2 separate regions of the Bos taurus genome follow, and region 2 is linked to region 1. A link is a contact called in public Hi-C data. All regions are on one chromosome and are shown on one strand. The core of a region is the stretch at or near the end of the contact, and the rest is flanking DNA. Distances in the headings are between cores, read along the strand shown. Region 1 has its middle 29 kb from the start of PLEKHG6. Region 2 holds the start of CD9 (CD9 molecule).

Region 1 (3,469 bases), core at 749-3,248:
CTTCTCCAGGGGATCTTCCCAACCCAGGGATAGAACCCAGGTCTCCCACATTGCAGGCAAATTCTTTACCAGCTGAGCCACCAGAAAACTAAGATCATGGCATCTGGTCTCATTACTTCATGGCAAATAGATGGGGAAACAATGGAAACAGTGGTAGACTTTATTTTGGGGGGGCTCCAAAATCACTGTAGATGGTGACTGCAGCCATGAAATTTAAAGACATTTACTCCTTGGAAGGAAAGTTATGACCAACCTAGATAGCATATTCAAAAGCAGAGACATTACTTTGCCAACAAAGGTCTGACTAGTCAAAGCTATGGTTTTTCCAGTGGTCATGTATGGATGTGAGAGTTGGACCATAAAGAAAGCTGAGCGCAGAAGAACTGATGTGAACTGTGGTGTTGAAGAAGACTCTTGAGGGTCCATTGGACTGCAAGAAGATCCAACCAGTCCATCCTAAAGGAGATCAGTTCTGAATATTCATTGGAAGGACTGACGCTGAAGCTTAAACTCCAATACTTTGGCTACCTGATGTAAAGAACTGACTCATTTGAAAAGACCCTGATGCTGGGAAAGATTGAGGGCAGGAGGAGAAGGGGCGACAGAAGATGAGATGGCTGGATGGCATCACCGACTCAGTGGATATCAGTTCAGTTCAGCCGCTCAGTCGTGTCCGACTCTTTGCGACCCCATGAATTGCAGCACTCCAGGCCTCCCTGTCCATCACCAACTCCTGGAGTTCACTCAAACTCACGTCCATCGAGTCAGTGATGCCATCCAGTCATCTCATCCTCTGTTGTCCCCTTCTCCTTCTGCCCCCAATTCCTCCCAGCATCAGAGCATTTTCCAATGAGTCAACTCTTTGCATGAGGTGGCCAAAGTATTGGAGTTTCAGTTTTAGCATCAGTCCTTCCAAAGAATACCCAGGACTGATCTCCTTTAGAATGGACTGATTGGATCTCCTTGCAGTCCAAGGGACTCTCAAGAGTCTTCTCCAACACCACAGTTCAAAAGAATCAATTCTTCGGCACTCAGCTTTCTTCACTGTCCAACTCTCACATCCATACCTGACTACTGGAAAAACCATAGCCTTGACTAGATGGACCTTTGTTGGCAAAGAAATGTCTCTGCTTTTGAATATGCTGTCTAGGTTGGTCATAACTTTCCTTCCAAGGAGTAAGCGTCTTTTAATTTCATGGCTGCAGTCACCATCTGCAGTGATTTTGGAGCCCCCCAAAATAAAGTCTGACACTGTTTCCACTGTTTCCCCATCTATTTCCCATGAAGTGATGGGACCAGATGCCATGATCTTCGTTTTCTGAATGTTGAGCTTTAAGCCAACTTTTTCACTCTCCTTTTTCACTTTCATCAAGAGGCTTTTGAGTTCCTCTTCACTTTCTGCCATAAGGGTGGTGTCATCTGCATATCTGGAGTTATTGGTATTTCTCCCGGCAATCTTGATTCCAGCTTGTGCTTCTTCCATCCCAGCGTTTCTCATGATGTACTCTGCATATAAGTTAAATAAGCAGGGTGACAATATACAGCCTTGACAGACTCCTTTTCCTACTTGGAACCAGTCTGTTGTTCCATGTCCAGTTCTAACTGTTGCTTCCTGACCTGCATATAGGTTTCTCAAGAGGCAGGTCAGGTGGTCTGGTATTCCCATGCATATAAGTTTGAGTAAATTCCGGGAGTTGGTGATGGACAGGGAGGCCTGGCGTGCTGCAGTCCATGGGGTCGCAAAGAGTGGACACGACTGAGCGGTTGAACTGAACTGAACTGGCACAGAGGGCTTCTGGTGGAGACGCCTAGGGTGAGGAGGGGCGGGGCAGGGGCTGGGAGTGGGCGGGGCGCAGAGCGCGGAGTGGGGCGCAGGGGCAGCAGGGCTTCCCGGTGGCCACGAGGGGGCGCCGCGGGGGCGGAGGGAGCGGGTCTCCGGGCGGGCGGGTGACTCACGGCGGCGGGAGGGAGGGAGGGAAGATGAGTCTGCCGCCCTCCGGCTTCCCTCTCCCGCCGCGCCCCGGCAGCCGCCCGGAACTGACCCTAGGGAGGGGCCCCGGGGGCGCCGCCCTGCAAGCGGCAGGGCCCGCGCCTCCCAGAAGCGGGGGCGCTCTGGGCCTGCCTCTGGTCGTCGTCTCCTTCGGGGCCGGGGCTTCGGGAGGAGACTCCGCTCGCGACCGGGGCTGATGATCCAGAGCGGCGGGCGCCAGCTTGGGAGCCGCAGAGGCGCTGCCCCCGGGCTCGGGGTGGGCGGTGGTATTGCCTGCGGGGCCGGAGGAGGGGGCTTCCCTGGGGAGCCGCTCCCGCCAGGCCGGTGGGGTCCGCTAGGATGCTCCAGGTGCGGTGGGCTGCAGGCGGCGGCGCAGAGAACCGGGTCACCCCGCCCTGCCGCCAAAGCCGCACGCAGTAAACCTGCCCTGTTCCTTGGCGCACAGGCTGTTTTCACCTCTTTAACCTGGTGCCCGATGCCCGGTGCCCGGAGAGGGTCTGACTCAGACCTTGGGAGTCAGAGCTACCCAAGACCTCGCGGAGCCTGGGCCGCGGCCTCGCGTGGGCGATCCAGCCCAGGCAGGGAGGTGATTTGTCCAAAGGCCCCAGAGGGGAGACCGAGCTCCTGAATCAGGACCTCCTACTCACCAGCCCGTGGAAAGTGCTTAAAACAGTTCCTGGCACCTAGTCAGCCATTATGTATAATAAATAATATATATGCCTAATAGCTCATCTTTGTGGGGTACTTGCTGTGTGCCCCTACGTGTTCTTCATGGATTGCTTGATTCTCACAACTGCACTAAGACATGAACACTATTCTTATCCTTATATGGGGGTTTGGGAAACATGCTCAGAGAAGTTAGGTAACTTGCCCAAGATCACACAGCTAGGAAGTAGTGTGTGGGAGTTAAATCCAGACCTCTTGAATTCAGAGGCTGTGTGCATGAGACTGACTTCAAATATTGGTGAGGTGCAGGTGTTAACACAAAAATTAACTAGTCGATCTAAGAAAGAAATGGGAGATTTTTATTGGCGCCAAACTGCAGGGTTATAACCTGAGAACAGCCTCTCAGAAAGCTTTGAGAACTGTTTGCCCTGTTAGGGGCTTCCCTGGTGGCTCAGATGGTAAAGAGTCTGCATGTAATGTGGGAGACCTGGGTTCAATTCCTGGGTGGAGAAGATCCCCTGGAGAAGCAAATGGCAACCCTCTCCAGTACTCTTGCCTGGAAAATCCCATGGACAGGAGACCTGGTAGGCTCTAGTCCGTGGGCTGCAAAGAGTTGGACACAACTGAGCGACTTCACTTCACTTGGCCTGTTAGAGGTCAACACGTGGTTGTGTAACAAGGTTTGAGAGAGGGGGCTGCACATTAAATGACAGGTTATTGACAGTTTACATGATCCAGATCCACAGGCGCAAAGCACAGTCATGGATTATCATCTTACAAGATTAAGAAAGAAGTTTATCTCTTATGGAATTG
Region 2 (3,575 bases), core at 810-3,309, 75 kb after region 1:
TGACGCTGATCGGATCAGCCCAGTTCCGGTTCCCACTTCTTTACTGTGAAGAAGTTGGACAGGATGACCTCGAAAGTCATTTCCAATTCTACACCCAACCGGTCCCAGAATGAGTCATCTCTGTTTCAGATGACACTGCCCATCAGCAGCACTGAGCCCAGGTGGGGGCAGCTCTGGACATGGGTGGGGTGGCAGACTGGAGGCTGCCGGAGAGGTCTTGGAGTCTCCCACCAGGCTCTGCCGGGCTCCTCTGTCCATGGCATTCTCTAGGCAAGAATACTGGAGTGGCTTGCCATGCCCTCCTCCTCCAGGGGATCTTCCCGACCCAGGGATCGAACTCATGTCTGTTGCATCTCCTGGACTGGCAGGGGGGTTTCTTTACCACTAGCGCCACCTGGGAAGCCAAGGAGTCACCAGGGGACTAGCAGGGGAGAGAAGGTGCTAGAGGAAAACTCCTTAAATGACTAGGGTGGGGCAAGGCGGGGCTAGCCCGCCTTCCACATTCTTTTCTGGTGCCTCTGTTGGGGTGAGGAGGAAGCCAGGCTGGCAGCCAGCTGGCTGGCTGCTGGGACTAGTGGGAACAGCAGGAGGGTCTCCCTAGAGCAGGCCCTGGGCTGGGCAGGGCACATCTATGCTCCACCTTCACTAGGGCAGGTGTTTGGTGTGATGACTTGAGCAAGGGCAGGTCCGTCTCATATCCCGTCAGCTCCAGGGAGAGGAGTAAATCTTGGGAGACTTTTCCCTGGGGCTCATGGGGAAACAGATCCGAGTGAATAAGTACAGTTTTGTTACAAGCCTCCTGTGGCATGCCCCTGCTTCTATAGCCATCTCTCTCTGGAGAGTGGCACAGGATCTGCCTTTCCAAATGCCTTCCTGATGGCAAAGGGGCAAACATCGTCCACCTGTGAGCGGGGGAAGTGGCCCTGAAATTAGGACACCAAGTCCCCTACCCCTTGCCTCGGTGTCTGGGTGGCCCCTTAATTCCCCTAGGGAGGGCTCCGAGGGGCCTCTCCCCTTCCCCGCTGCCCGCCTCAGGCTGCCGTAGGCTGAGAGGCTGCCAGTGGCCGGCAGCGGGAGTCTTGGAACTCCCAGGCCTGCGTCCTCCCCAGGTGACAGTCCGCTCCCGGTGGCCCCACCCGGCTTCTGGGTGGGCTGGCGAGGGAGGAGGTAGGGCGGCCACCTGATCCCTCCCGGAAATGGAGAAACACGGGACTCATCCCACACGGGCGCCGATAAGCATCGGCCCCAACTCTCCCCAACAGTCCCGGAGTTCTCTCCAGTCCAGATACTTATCGCCCTTTGGGGAAAAAGAAAATCAAGACAAGCTAGTCTTTCAGGTAGTTTTGAGGGAGCTCGGACTTTCTCACGCCGGGTCAGAATCAGTCTGAGAGCTCGGGGGTGCAGGAGGGACCCCGACTTTCATTCACGAATGGGGTCCCGGGACGCCGACACCCGCGGTCAGGGCGTCCCTTCCCCTCCCGTGCAAACGTGCCAACAGCTCTTGGCTGAGCGCCCCCGGAGAGACATTAGTCCCTTTTCGCGTCCGCATCCTTCCCCTCCTCGCGGCCCCGGATCGCACAGTCCGCCACAGCCCCCCACGATTAGGGCCTTAAGTCCCCAGCAGAGGGGTGCTCTGATTCTTCCTCTTGCTCGGAGGGGCTCGGGGTGGGAGCAGACACAACTCCACCCGCAGGTCATCAGGGCCGCGCGTCAGCCGCCCGCCTCGCTTCGGACGCGCCCCGGACCAACCCGTCCGCCCCGCCCGTCTCGGCTCGGGCCGAGGAGTTAGTTGGAGGCCGCAGCGCCGTCTCCTCCCCGCCAGGAGTCTTCCCCGCACAGGCTGGGCGGGTGCCCTGCAACCCCGATCGCGGACTGAGTGCGCCGGGCGGACAGGTGGCCCCCGAGAGGCGCGCGCGGCAGTCGCACTCACCCAGAAGATGAAGTTAAATCCGAAGAGCAGGTATTTGATGCACTTGGTGCCTCCTTTGACCGGCATGATGCGAGCTAGAGTGGTCTGGGTTGGACTGATGTGAAACGGGGCCGCGTGAGGCCGGGACGGGTGGGACCAGGCTGTGGACTGAGGTACGCGCGGCTGCGGCTGGCCTCGGGGCTGCACTTTTAAAAAGTGCCACTCCTCGGCCGCGCGCCGCCGCGGTGCGCATGTGCGGGGCCCCGCCCACGCCCCGCAGGCCCCGCCCCCGGCCCACCTGCCACGCCACGCCCAGGTCCCGGGGCCCGCGGCTCCTCCCGCCTCTGGCTCGGTGCTCCCCACCTAGTCGGCCGGACCTGACTTCCCGCCTTGGCTTCCCTTTCCTCCCAACCGTCCTGGGGTCTTTCCAGGCCGTCATCCCTGGCCGATTTCATCCTGGAATTATGTGAAGGCCTCACCCCTTTCGGTTCTCTCCTGGATTCTGCCCCTCCCGAGCCCTCTACCCTAGGGAGAACTTCCCCGGTGGGTGGTGAGGGCAGAGGCCCCTTACCTAAGATGGCCAGCAGAATGAGGGCTCTTCTTGCTTGGGGCCCGATTTGAAGAGAAACTGTTTCTGTCTCCCTGGGGCGGCTCCTTGCACACTTTCACTCTGAAGCACACTCTTCACTCGGCACACGGAGGCTTGCCTTCCGGATGGGAGGATCAGTAGGGGCTTATGGAAGTAATCCTGAAACACCATCAATGAATAGTAATAGGTCTGAGAGCTGGACACTGTGGGATTGCTTCCTGGATTTGTGGTTCAGATGCCCCAAAGAAGAGAAGGGCTGTAGCCTGGCTTCTGTTCTTGCCTCTTCTCTTCATCACCCTCCTTCTTGCCCTTGACACTGCCCACTGCCACATCTTTGAGCTCCTGTGCCAGAGTTCTTAGGGTGTTTCTCCTCTGCTCCAACATGTCCAGCAAATGACAAATGTTGGCTAGGATGTGGAGAAAAGGGAACCCTGCTAGATGGTTGTGCTGTGCTTAGGTCGCTCAGTTGTATCCAACTCTTTTCGACCCCATGGACTGCAGCCCACTAGGCGCCTCTGTCCATGGGATTATCCGGGCAAGAATACTGGCATGGGTTGCCATGCTCTCCTCCAGGGGATCTTCCCAACCCAGGGATTGAACCCAGGTGTCCCGCATTGCAGGCAGATTCTTTACCATCTGAGCCACCGGGGAAGCCCCCAAAACTGTTGAGGGGGAATACAAATTGATACAACCACTATGGAAAGCAGTATGGAGGTTCTTTAAAAAATTAAAAATATAACTACACAGCAATTCCACTCCTGGGTATTTGTCCAAAGAAAATGAAAACACTACTTGGAAATACATTTGCACCCCTATGTTCATTGTAACATTATTTCTAGCAGCCAAGATATGGAAACAACAGAAGTGGTCCATCAATAGATGAATGGATAAAGAAAAAATATATATATATGATGAAATATTACCCATAAAAAGAAGGAAAACTTGCAACCACATAGATGAACCTAGAGGGTATTTTGCTAAGTGAAATAAATCAGAGAGAGAAAGACAAATGGAGCCTAAAAAAAAAAAAAGTGTAACTAAACAGAAACAGAGATATACATACAGAGATACCAACAG

What was found. Hi-C and Micro-C count contacts between places; a contact is called where the count stands out from the background.
Region 2: a Hi-C map of an unstated tissue shows a contact between it and region 1, with 2.7 times the contacts expected there. A contact is called at or near these places in 3 of 11 Hi-C or Micro-C datasets (4-cell embryo, blastocyst and an unstated tissue).

The regions. Positions count from the first base shown.
Region 1 is chr5:104,081,928-104,085,396 of ARS-UCD2.0, forward strand. No RefSeq gene overlaps it. Among named protein-coding and RNA genes, the nearest start is that of PLEKHG6, 29 kb to the left of the region's middle.
Region 2 is chr5:104,157,226-104,160,800 of ARS-UCD2.0, forward strand. It overlaps CD9 (CD9 molecule), which reads right to left and starts at 2,060. Exons shown (of 8, transcript NM_173900.2): 1 at 1,931-2,060. The coding sequence starts at 1,996. LOC101906999 (a long non-coding RNA gene) reads left to right here and starts at 2,171. Exons shown (of 2, transcript XR_806922.4): 1 at 2,171-3,575.